Regions from separate parts of the Mus musculus genome. Here region 1 is linked to region 2. The links are chromatin contacts, called in public Hi-C maps. All regions are on one chromosome and are shown on one strand. The core of a region is the stretch at or near the end of the contact, and the rest is flanking DNA. Distances in the headings are between cores, read along the strand shown.

Region 1 (4,630 bases), core at 1,931-4,430, 1.7 Mb after region 2:
TAATGTTCTATGGTTGTAGGCAACAGACCTTAAGCCTAAAGAATCATTGAGTGATTAGTAGAAAGTTCAAAGACTAAATGGGGAGGTGAGAGAACTAATCACTAATCCCTAAGGACAAAGGCCAGGCAAAGGGCAAACGTCATTTTCTCAGCAGTACACAACCACTGGTGGTAGTGGGGATCAATCCCAATCCTTTATTCTGTCTTGTTACTGCAGTTTAAGATTCAATGCCCTAGAAGGACAAAGTCAGTTTAGACCAATCAGCATCTCCAGATGGATAGGCACAGAAGACTTCCACATAAAACACAGCAAATGCAGTTTTGCCAGGGGAACTGGATGCATTACCATAATGAAATATAGACTTACTGTGGTCAAGCTCTGCTTAATGGACTACTACAACAATTACTGCAGAAGACCAGAAACCATCCTGTGCAAATAATTTGTGAAGCATTTTGAATCAGCATAAAGTTCTACAGGCCTCAGTTACTCATCAGTCTAATATAGTCATAAAGCAAGGTTTATTTTTACCCTGAAACTAACAAGACCAAGATTTGGATCTACTTCAGCCACAGAAATCTATGAGCAATATTTGCTCCATTGTTGTTTCTATCTTACCCCTTTATTGTGGTACTTTTCATTTTCTACTTTCTGTTCACTTATAGTTTTAGCAGAGTAGCTGTATCTTATACATCTTTGTAAATCACCTAGAACCCATTTGCAATAAGGCAGTGATTAATACCCACAAAAATTTCTTAGCAATCTTCTCTGATAGTCCTCTGCTCTGCTTTATGTTTAATATACAAAATACGTTCTCCTGGATTTAAATATAATATCAGAAACATCCTATCATAGTAGATATTTACCAAAAATAAAGTTGTTGTTTTAATTTATTTACTTAAATTCACATTGCAAACGAAGGGCATGCCATAATAACAAATGTATAGTAATGATTTCCCTAGAGATCAACAATTTTGCCTAAATTTCAAAAACAGCACAGTGTGGCAAATTAAATATACACATATCCAAGGCTTTTAATAGTGTCAATTTTGTAGTACATTCTGATATCATAGGCTTCAAGTGTTAGGTTAGTTGTTCATTTGAGAAGTCTAGTGAAGGTGTCCTTAGGTCTTTGGGGTGCTGAGTTTGTTTTGAAGGCTTGGAAGAGAGACCTTTGTACAGCAAGCAGGATACAGTGACTACCTGCACACACAGCATGTTCACTTTATTTGAATATTAATGGGCTTGTGAGTAAGCAATATTGAGAGTCACATCCTCTCCTTTAAAGGAAACTCATACTCACTGCCTATTATTCGCATTTGCTGGCCCTGGCTCTGGTCTTTGGCAAGTCTGCATGGAGACAGAATTCCTTTGATCCTATTTTCAGCATTGGCATTGTTTATGTTGAAATGTTAAAAATAACTCTTTAAAAGCACATGCCATAAGGTTAGTGAGGAAGGTGAATTTCACCTCCAGAAAACTTTGTCACAAATTTCAGGCTGTCTGCAGCCTTGTTCTCTGCAATGCCTGAGAGGTCTTGAATGGAGGAAATTCCTTAGCAAAATCTTCCCTTTCAGTTCTCTCTTTATGTGTGTGCTTCAGCCTGGTGAATGGCTAACTTGACTTAAATCTTGTTTTCTGGCCAGACTTTGTTCAAGAGAATCACAAAGTATCAATTGAAGAAGAGGGAGGAGGGGGAGGGAAGGAGGAGGAAGAAGAAAGGGAGGAGGTGGTAGAGGAGGAGAAAGGGGGACTAAGGGGAGTGAGAGGAGGAGTGGGGGAGGGGAGAAAAAGACCAGAAGCAGGACATGAGCATCCTAATTGATGCCACTATTGAAGCCAGTCCTTTATAGGACCATGCTGCGCTGTCTCGTTACTATTCACTGTTTCCTAAGTAGATCTGCTAATTTAATTTTATTCTCATTTCTACGATCTGTTTTCTAGTCTTCACAGGTACTGTGAAGTAATTTTGAAAGACACGTTGTACCTGGCTATGTCTTCCGAAGTTCAGTTTTCTTCTACCCTGGCATGGTTTTTTTTTTTTTTTTTTTTTTTTTTTTTTTTTTTTTTGCTATAGGCTGCACTGTTTCATAGGACTACTGCAGGCCACCGTCAGGAAGCAGGCCCCGATTGATCCTGTTTGCTGATTTTATCCATTTATGTGAGTGGCTGCAGCAATGTTTTGTTTTTACTGAGGACATTTTTGTTCATGAAAATGCTAAGGTTACCCACAGTCATCTCTAATCTAGTAGTGAACTGCATTTTCTCTTTATCTACAGGTTGGTAGTCAGCCTGGTTGCCGACAATTGAGGAAGGAGAAGGCTCTTAGTCTGTGGTTTGGTTTGGTTTTCTGGTCATATCAAGGGGAGGGGAGTTGTGTGATCACCTAACAAAGTTGATTTTTTTTTTTCAATCAAAAATGTGTGACTGGGCCAAATATGATGTTACAGGCCTATAAGCTCCAGCATTTGGGAAGCTGAGGCAGGAGGATCATGAATTTGACACCCAGGTGTGTTACACAGCATGGCCCTGTCCAATTACTGCCCCCCACACACCCCCCCCCCCCACATGCACATGCACACACATAGTGTCTGGTTGAATGTTTTCTTTGATTGCTGCTGATTAATAAAGTTTCCCCAATCTAATCTCGAGTCCCCAGTGCAAACTGACGCCAAACTCGCTTGTATGATACACATGCCATACTGCTGTAATCTTGCCAAACCACCTGAAAAGAATTATTTTCCTTGCCCACACACACAAAAAAATAACTGTCAGTTCTTTAAAGTTCAGACTATAAAGGTTTGAATAATTAAAACCTTTTCTACACCTTGGTAGCACGCCCAAAAAGTTAAATGTGTTCCTGTCCTAGCATCTATGAGATAATTATGGGAAAAGGAATGAGATTCTTTTAGAAAAGACACAGAAATCAAGTAGTTATTTGTGCCTGCAAATCCTCTGGGGTCTAAAGAACTAGCAAGATAATAAATTGTTTTTGCTAAAAACAGGAAGTTTGGCAAAGATGTAAAAGTACAGCTAAACTTTGGCCAGGCAACCCAAAACATTGTGTTCTTCTTTGAAAGTATTCCCAGCAAGGAAAAAAATTGGAGTGCCTTGAATCCATAGTTGCAGAAACAGCAGAGGCATCTGGCAACGAGAGCAACTTGCCAAACTTGCGGCTCTACTGCACTTGTGGTGGGAGGATGTGCCAGTTTTCCTCGACTTATGTCATGTGCAGCTGGAAACCCCGTGCATAAATAAGACTCCGAGTGCTGAAAAGATTTGAGCAAGCATTTCTCTGCCTTTTTTCTCCCTTCATCTGAACTAAAAACAAACAAACAAAAACAGAACAAAAAAAAGTCAAAAAAAAATAAAAGCATCACCCTCCCCGCCCTCCAAAAAAATTTTTTTTTCTTGGAGTTTATACAATTTGAAGTGTAGAAGATGGGGATGCCGGCTTCCCCGGGACCTGTTTCTAGAAAAAAAGTACTCAGTGCCAGCATTCTGGAAGTTGTTAGTGTCTCCTCCCCCACCCCATCAAATTCTTCGTATTCCCTCGCCAGCTTTATTAATGTGATTGTGATTATGTGGCATCTGCTTTGGACGGAGCCAATTGGATTATACTTTCCAGTTTAGTCCATCAGTGTGGAGAGACTTCAAAATGTAGGCCAGAAAAAATAAAGCTGTGCACCGGTGACGTCGGGAAGGGAGGGAGGGAGAGGGGGGCTTCTGTGGCTGCAGCTGCAGGGATGCCTGGGATGTCTTGATTGGGGAGAGATGGTGCTCCTTGGTCTTGCAGGGTGGGAGTTTTCCAGCTGGCAAGGACAATGGACTTCCTCTTGTTCTCCTGCACTGCACTGGGTGATTTGTCTGCGAATTTTGGACTCAGGATTCCAGGGGAGACACTGCCCAGTTCAATTTCTGCCATTTATCTGGAGCTGAAGGCAACTGTTCTCCCCTTTATATCTCTCTTTTGAGTAGAGGGAACAGGATGCGATATACCCGCTTAAAGCTAAGCAAACTCCACTTTAGAAGAGGGCATGTGCACACGGGAATCCAGCGGTGGCCACAGAGGGACAGACGTCTCAGTCCCAGCCAGATGGCTTCTCTCTGACTCCTGTTGTGTCTTCTGCTGTCTTCTTGTTGGGGGGCACTAAAAATGTCAGCAGCCTAGTGTAGTGAGAGTCAAAAGACACACTTCAGGCCCAGGCTCCACAGCTCATGACTGTGACAGTTCTGCCTTTCTGAATTGTGATTTCCATATCCATGTCTGTCTCAAAGACAAGTCAAGAAGAATCTACAAGCAACTGTAAATCCTGCCCTGTCATCCTGGATTGTGTTGATCTATGGATGCTCAACACACACTGACTGCTCACTGGAGAGGGAGTCATGGGGTGATCAAAGGAGCCTGTGGGCATGCTTCTGCTACCCTGTGTGGTATCACTCTTGTATGAATGAATGCTACCAGCTCCCAAAATGTCATATTAAATAGATTAAAAACTAGACTATCTTCCTTTGATAACTGTTAACAGATTAAATGATTTTATTATGAAGATATTAGGGAAAGTAAAAAGCAAATCACTTTTATTTACTGCTTAGAAACACTTTTTGTAGATCAAGATTCTTTAAAAAGTAT
Region 2 (4,681 bases), core at 538-3,037:
GGCACCACCAGCACCAGCACAGGCACCACCAGCACCAGCACTGGCACCACCAGCACAGGCACTATCATCATCAGAAGTGATTCACTGTCTGCTTTTCCTTTTTCAAAATTTTACTAATTTGGTTTTTTTTTGGCAATTACATACGTGTATACAGTATTCTGGTTGCTCTCCTCCCCACCCTCTCTTTTCTCCTTACTGCCCTTTTCAACTTTTCCTCCTCTTTACAAGTTCCTTTCCCCACATTTGTGGCTTTTGTTTTGTTTTGTGCCCCTCTAAACTTATTCTGTGTGACCATGGGTTTGGAACTATCCATTGCAGCCAGCTGGGCTCATCAGTATGTAACTGAAGGTAGCACCTGACTATGCCTCCCACACAATCTATTAATGGACAGTCGTTCACCACCGAGGGGGTAGGTCTTATGAGTCCTTACCCAATCCGTGATTGACTGCTGGCATGCCTAGTCTTATGTAGGGCCAGTGCAGGCAGCCACTTTTATTGTGTGATCATGATGACAATGCCTTTGTCATGCTCAGAAGGTGGCATTTCACAGTTCTGTACTCTTCTGATATCAGTGAAGGAGCCCTTATCCTTGGAAACAGTGTAAATCATTGGTCAGCAAGAGGCAGAGTTGAACTAGCAAGTGACACTATGATCTTCCTTCTGCTCTACTCTTTTTACCTAGGTTGCTACCAGACAGTGGCTACCAACAATCCATGGGAGGGCGCTATGCTTGGATTAATGAAGACAACCAGGGCCTTTCTCTAGGAGAGGAGCCCTACTCAGGTGATTATACTTTGTGACAGTTGACATTACAACTAACAATATGGTCATGCGTTAGAATCAGATAGGTCTGTGTTCAGATGTGACTTCCTAATTATTTCCAATCCAGTCTCCTCCACAATAAACACAGAACAATCAGTTCAAAATTTCTGGCTTAAGAAAGAGGTGGTGTGAAAGTGAAATATCCCCTCAAAGGTTCATGTGTTCAAACACTTGGTCCTCAGTTGGTGGAGTTGTTCAGGGAACAACGTTTAGGAGGTGGAGTTTTGCTGGAGGAAGTGGGTCACTAGGAGTGGGCCTTGAGTTGCATAGCCTGGCCCTATTTCTTGCTTGCTAATGCAATGTGATCAGTTGGCCTCCTACTCCTTCCTCTATGCCTTCCTTGCCATCAGGGAATGGATTCCCTTGAAGTGTAAGTCAAAATAAACTCCTTCTTCCATAAATTTATATTATTATTATTGTTTTGGACAGGTATTTTGTCGAAACAATGATAAAAACCAAACCCCTAAAATGCTAGATAATATACGTGGTAGAATGACCCCTGGCAGGTTGTTCAGAACTTGGCATCATCCAGTTCATGAATATTTATTGCAGGTCTACTAGAGGGCTTGAAAATATCAACATAATTCTAATGAGATGTAGACATGAATAGATATGAAAGACTTCATTAGAGAGCACAGTGCTTAGGGTACATAATGAATCAACAAAGAACTTGGGCCTTACATCAGAGGGCCTATTTGAACCCACCTCTGTTATTTCTAGCTGGGTGACCCCAGAGACTCACACATAACCCACTGACACCTACATCGCCAGGCATTGCAAAGGTTACGAGAGTTTCACTTGTTACATCTCAGAATAAAGTCTGGCAAGCAGTAAACATCAAAATTGCTTAATTGCTCTTTACTTTTGTGTGAGAGTTAGAAGGAAAAAGGCCAGGACTATGGAAGTACAGTTCACTAGAGAGCTATTATGTGACACCCAGCTAAGTAAAGTTTCTCAAAAATGGGATATGACTCACAAAGTGGTAGTGGTGGGTGAGTCAGAGGTAGATTTACATGTGTTTTTAGTAAATAATGTTCAAGACAAACAATTAAGGATAAAAGGCAGCAGGACAGCACAATATGCAAGACAGTGCCCATTTCAGTAGATAAGTAAAACGTATCACATATATGTATATTATCTTTCTCTATGTATGTATGGATCTGTCTACTTATTCAAACATTATTAGATTCAGAATCTATTGAAAGACTCCTAATATGATTGCTTTGAGGTAGGGATCTAAAAAATAGCTCATTTCCTGTGGAAAAAGGTGACTCAGAGGCAGAGTTAAGAGCTCAAGGCATGGGGCCAAGGAAGAATCATCATCCAGGCAGGAAACATCCTAGGCCTTAATCAAGAGGCTGGTGACATCATAGGCTAGAATTGTAGCAGGGCTGGGATGGTATGTGCTTTGCATGCCTGTGCTTTCTAATTGGTTCTTTTAGTTGGATTTCACTACTGTAGGCAGGGTGTTGTGTTGGTTAGATTTTTTTGTTGTCACCTTGACACAATCTAGTGTCATTTGGGAAGACAGACCTAAACTGAGGAATTGCCCAGATCAGAATGGCCTGAAGCAATGCCTGTAGGAGATTTTTTCTGATTGATGATTGATGTAGGACAGCCTAGCCCAATGTGGGTAGCTCCATTCCCTAGGTAAGTGGATCTGGGCTGAGATAAAAACTATCCAAGCAAGTGAGCTAGTGAGTGACACCAGTAAGAAGCATTTCCTATGGGTGGTTTCTGCTTCAGTTCATATTCTGACTAAGTCCCTAAAGGGTGAACTCTGACCTGTAACTAGCAGCATAAATAAAACCCTTTCTGGAAGTTATGACCTCTGAGGTTGCCGTGTTTATCATGGCAACAGAAAGTCAAAGTAGACCAGTCTGACATCTGCACTTGTGAACTGAGGCTGTTCCATAGCCTGCTGTGCATGGGTCCTGCCAGGGGAGACCTGTTTTCCTAGGAGTGTTTTTACTCCTGAGTTCGGAGGTGAGACAGCCACTTTCTCTCCAATAACTGTGTGGAGTGGAGCGGGCCAGGAGCACATGGGGTGCAAGATCAGTGAAGCAGCTTGGACATGATCCTTCCACTCTGCCATCTGTACCCTGGAGCTGAGGCTGTTCCACAACCCGTTGTGCATGGGTCCCACCAAGAGAGAGCTGGTCTCCCAGGAGTGCTGACATAGGCTTACAGACCCACAGGAGGAACAAGCTCCAGTCAGGGAGAGCAAGAACATCTAACACCAGAAATAACCATATTGAGAAAGGCAAATGCAAGAATCTTACCAACAGAAACCAAGATTACTTGGCACCATAAGAACACAGATCTCCCACCACGGCAAGTCCTGGATTCCCCCAACACACCAGAAAAGCAAGATGTGGATTTAAAACCATATATCATGATGCTGATAGAGGATTTTAAGAAGTACGTAAACAACTCTCTTAAAGAAATAGAGGAGAACACAGGTAAACAGGTAGAAACCCTTAAAGAGGAAACACAAAAATCCCTCAAAGAATTACAGGAGAACACAGGTAAACAGCTAGAAGCCCATAAAGAGGAAACACAAAACTATCTTAAAGTATCACAGGAAAACACAACAAAACAGGTGAAGGAATTGAACAAAACCATCCAGAATCTAAAAATGGAAGTAGAAACTAAAAGAAATCACAAAGATAAGGAAATCACAAAAAGAGACAACTCTGGAGATAGAAAACCTAGGAAACAATCAGGAGCCATAGATGCAAGCATCACCATCAGAATACAAGAAAAGAAAGAGAATCTCAGGTTCAAATGATACTATAGAAAACATTGACACAATAATCAAAGAAAAGGCAAAATGCAAAAAGATCCTAAAACAAAACATCCAGGATGCAATGAGAAGACCAAAGCTAAGGATAATAGGTATAGAAGAGTGACAATTCCCAACTTAAAGGGCCAGTAAATATCTTCAACAAAATTATAGAACAAAACGTCCCTAACCTAAACAAAGAGAGGCCCATGAACATACCAGAAGCCCACAGAACACCAAAGAGATTGGATAAGAAAAGAAATTCCTCCTGTCACATAATAATCAAAACACCAAATGCACAAAAAAATGAAAGAATATTAAGAGCAGTAAAGGAGAAAGGTCAAGTAACACACAAAGGCAGACCTATCAGAATTACACCAGACTTCTCACCAGAGACTATGAAAGCCAGAAGATCCTGGGCATATCTCATAGAGACCCTAAGAGAACACAAATGCCAGCCCAGTCTACTATACAAAGCAATACTCTTAATAATCATAGTCAGAGAAACAAAGATATTCTGTGACAAAAATAAATTTACACAGTATCTCTACATAAATCCAGCCCTTCAAAAAATAATAAATGAAAAAGTCCAACACAAGGAGGGAAACTACACCCTAGAAAAGGCTAGATAATAATCTTCTTTTAACAAACCAAAAAGAAGATAACCACAGAAAGCCATAATTTCATCTCTAACAACAAAATAACAGGAAGCAACATCTTTTTTCCTTAATATCTCTTAAAATCAATGGTCTCAATTCCCCAATAAAAAGACATAGAATAACAGACTGGATATATAAAAAGGACCCAACATTTTGCTGCATACAGGAAACCTAACTCAGTGACAGAGACAGACACTACCTTAGAGTAAAAGGCTAGAAAACAATTCTCCAAGCAAATGGTCCCGTGAAACAAGCTGGAGTAGACATTCTAATATCAAATAAAATTAACTTCCAACCTATAGTTATCAAAAAAGATGAGGACACTTCATACTCATCAAAGGTAAAATCTACCAAGAAGAACTCTCTATTCTGAATATCAATGTTCCTAATGCAAGGGCACCCACATTCATAAAAG

Evidence for each region. A called contact is a pair of places that touch in the nucleus more often than the background predicts.
Region 1: a Hi-C map of the N1E-115 cell line shows a contact between it and region 2, with 4 times the contacts expected there. The contact joins two enhancer-like sites. A contact is called at or near these places in 1 of 484 Hi-C or Micro-C datasets (the N1E-115 cell line), 2 of 115 datasets of contacts at active chromatin or transcription factors (astrocytes and embryonic stem cells) and 1 of 9 other capture datasets (embryonic tail).

What each region holds. Positions count from the first base shown.
Region 1 is chr11:19,201,036-19,205,665 of GRCm38.p6, forward strand. No RefSeq gene overlaps it. Among named protein-coding and RNA genes, the nearest start is that of 4933406G16Rik, 140 kb to the left of the region's middle. Within about 2 kb of position 3,181, at least 62 of the 459 cell types and tissues checked have an H3K27ac peak or open chromatin away from gene starts, as enhancers often do. A contact at or near this core is called in the N1E-115 cell line and astrocytes, where this site is marked.
Region 2 is chr11:17,466,839-17,471,519 of GRCm38.p6, forward strand. No RefSeq gene overlaps it. Among named protein-coding and RNA genes, the nearest start is that of Gm31268, 140 kb to the left of the region's middle. Within about 2 kb of position 1,788, at least 62 of the 459 cell types and tissues checked have an H3K27ac peak or open chromatin away from gene starts, as enhancers often do. A contact at or near this core is called in the N1E-115 cell line and astrocytes, where this site is marked.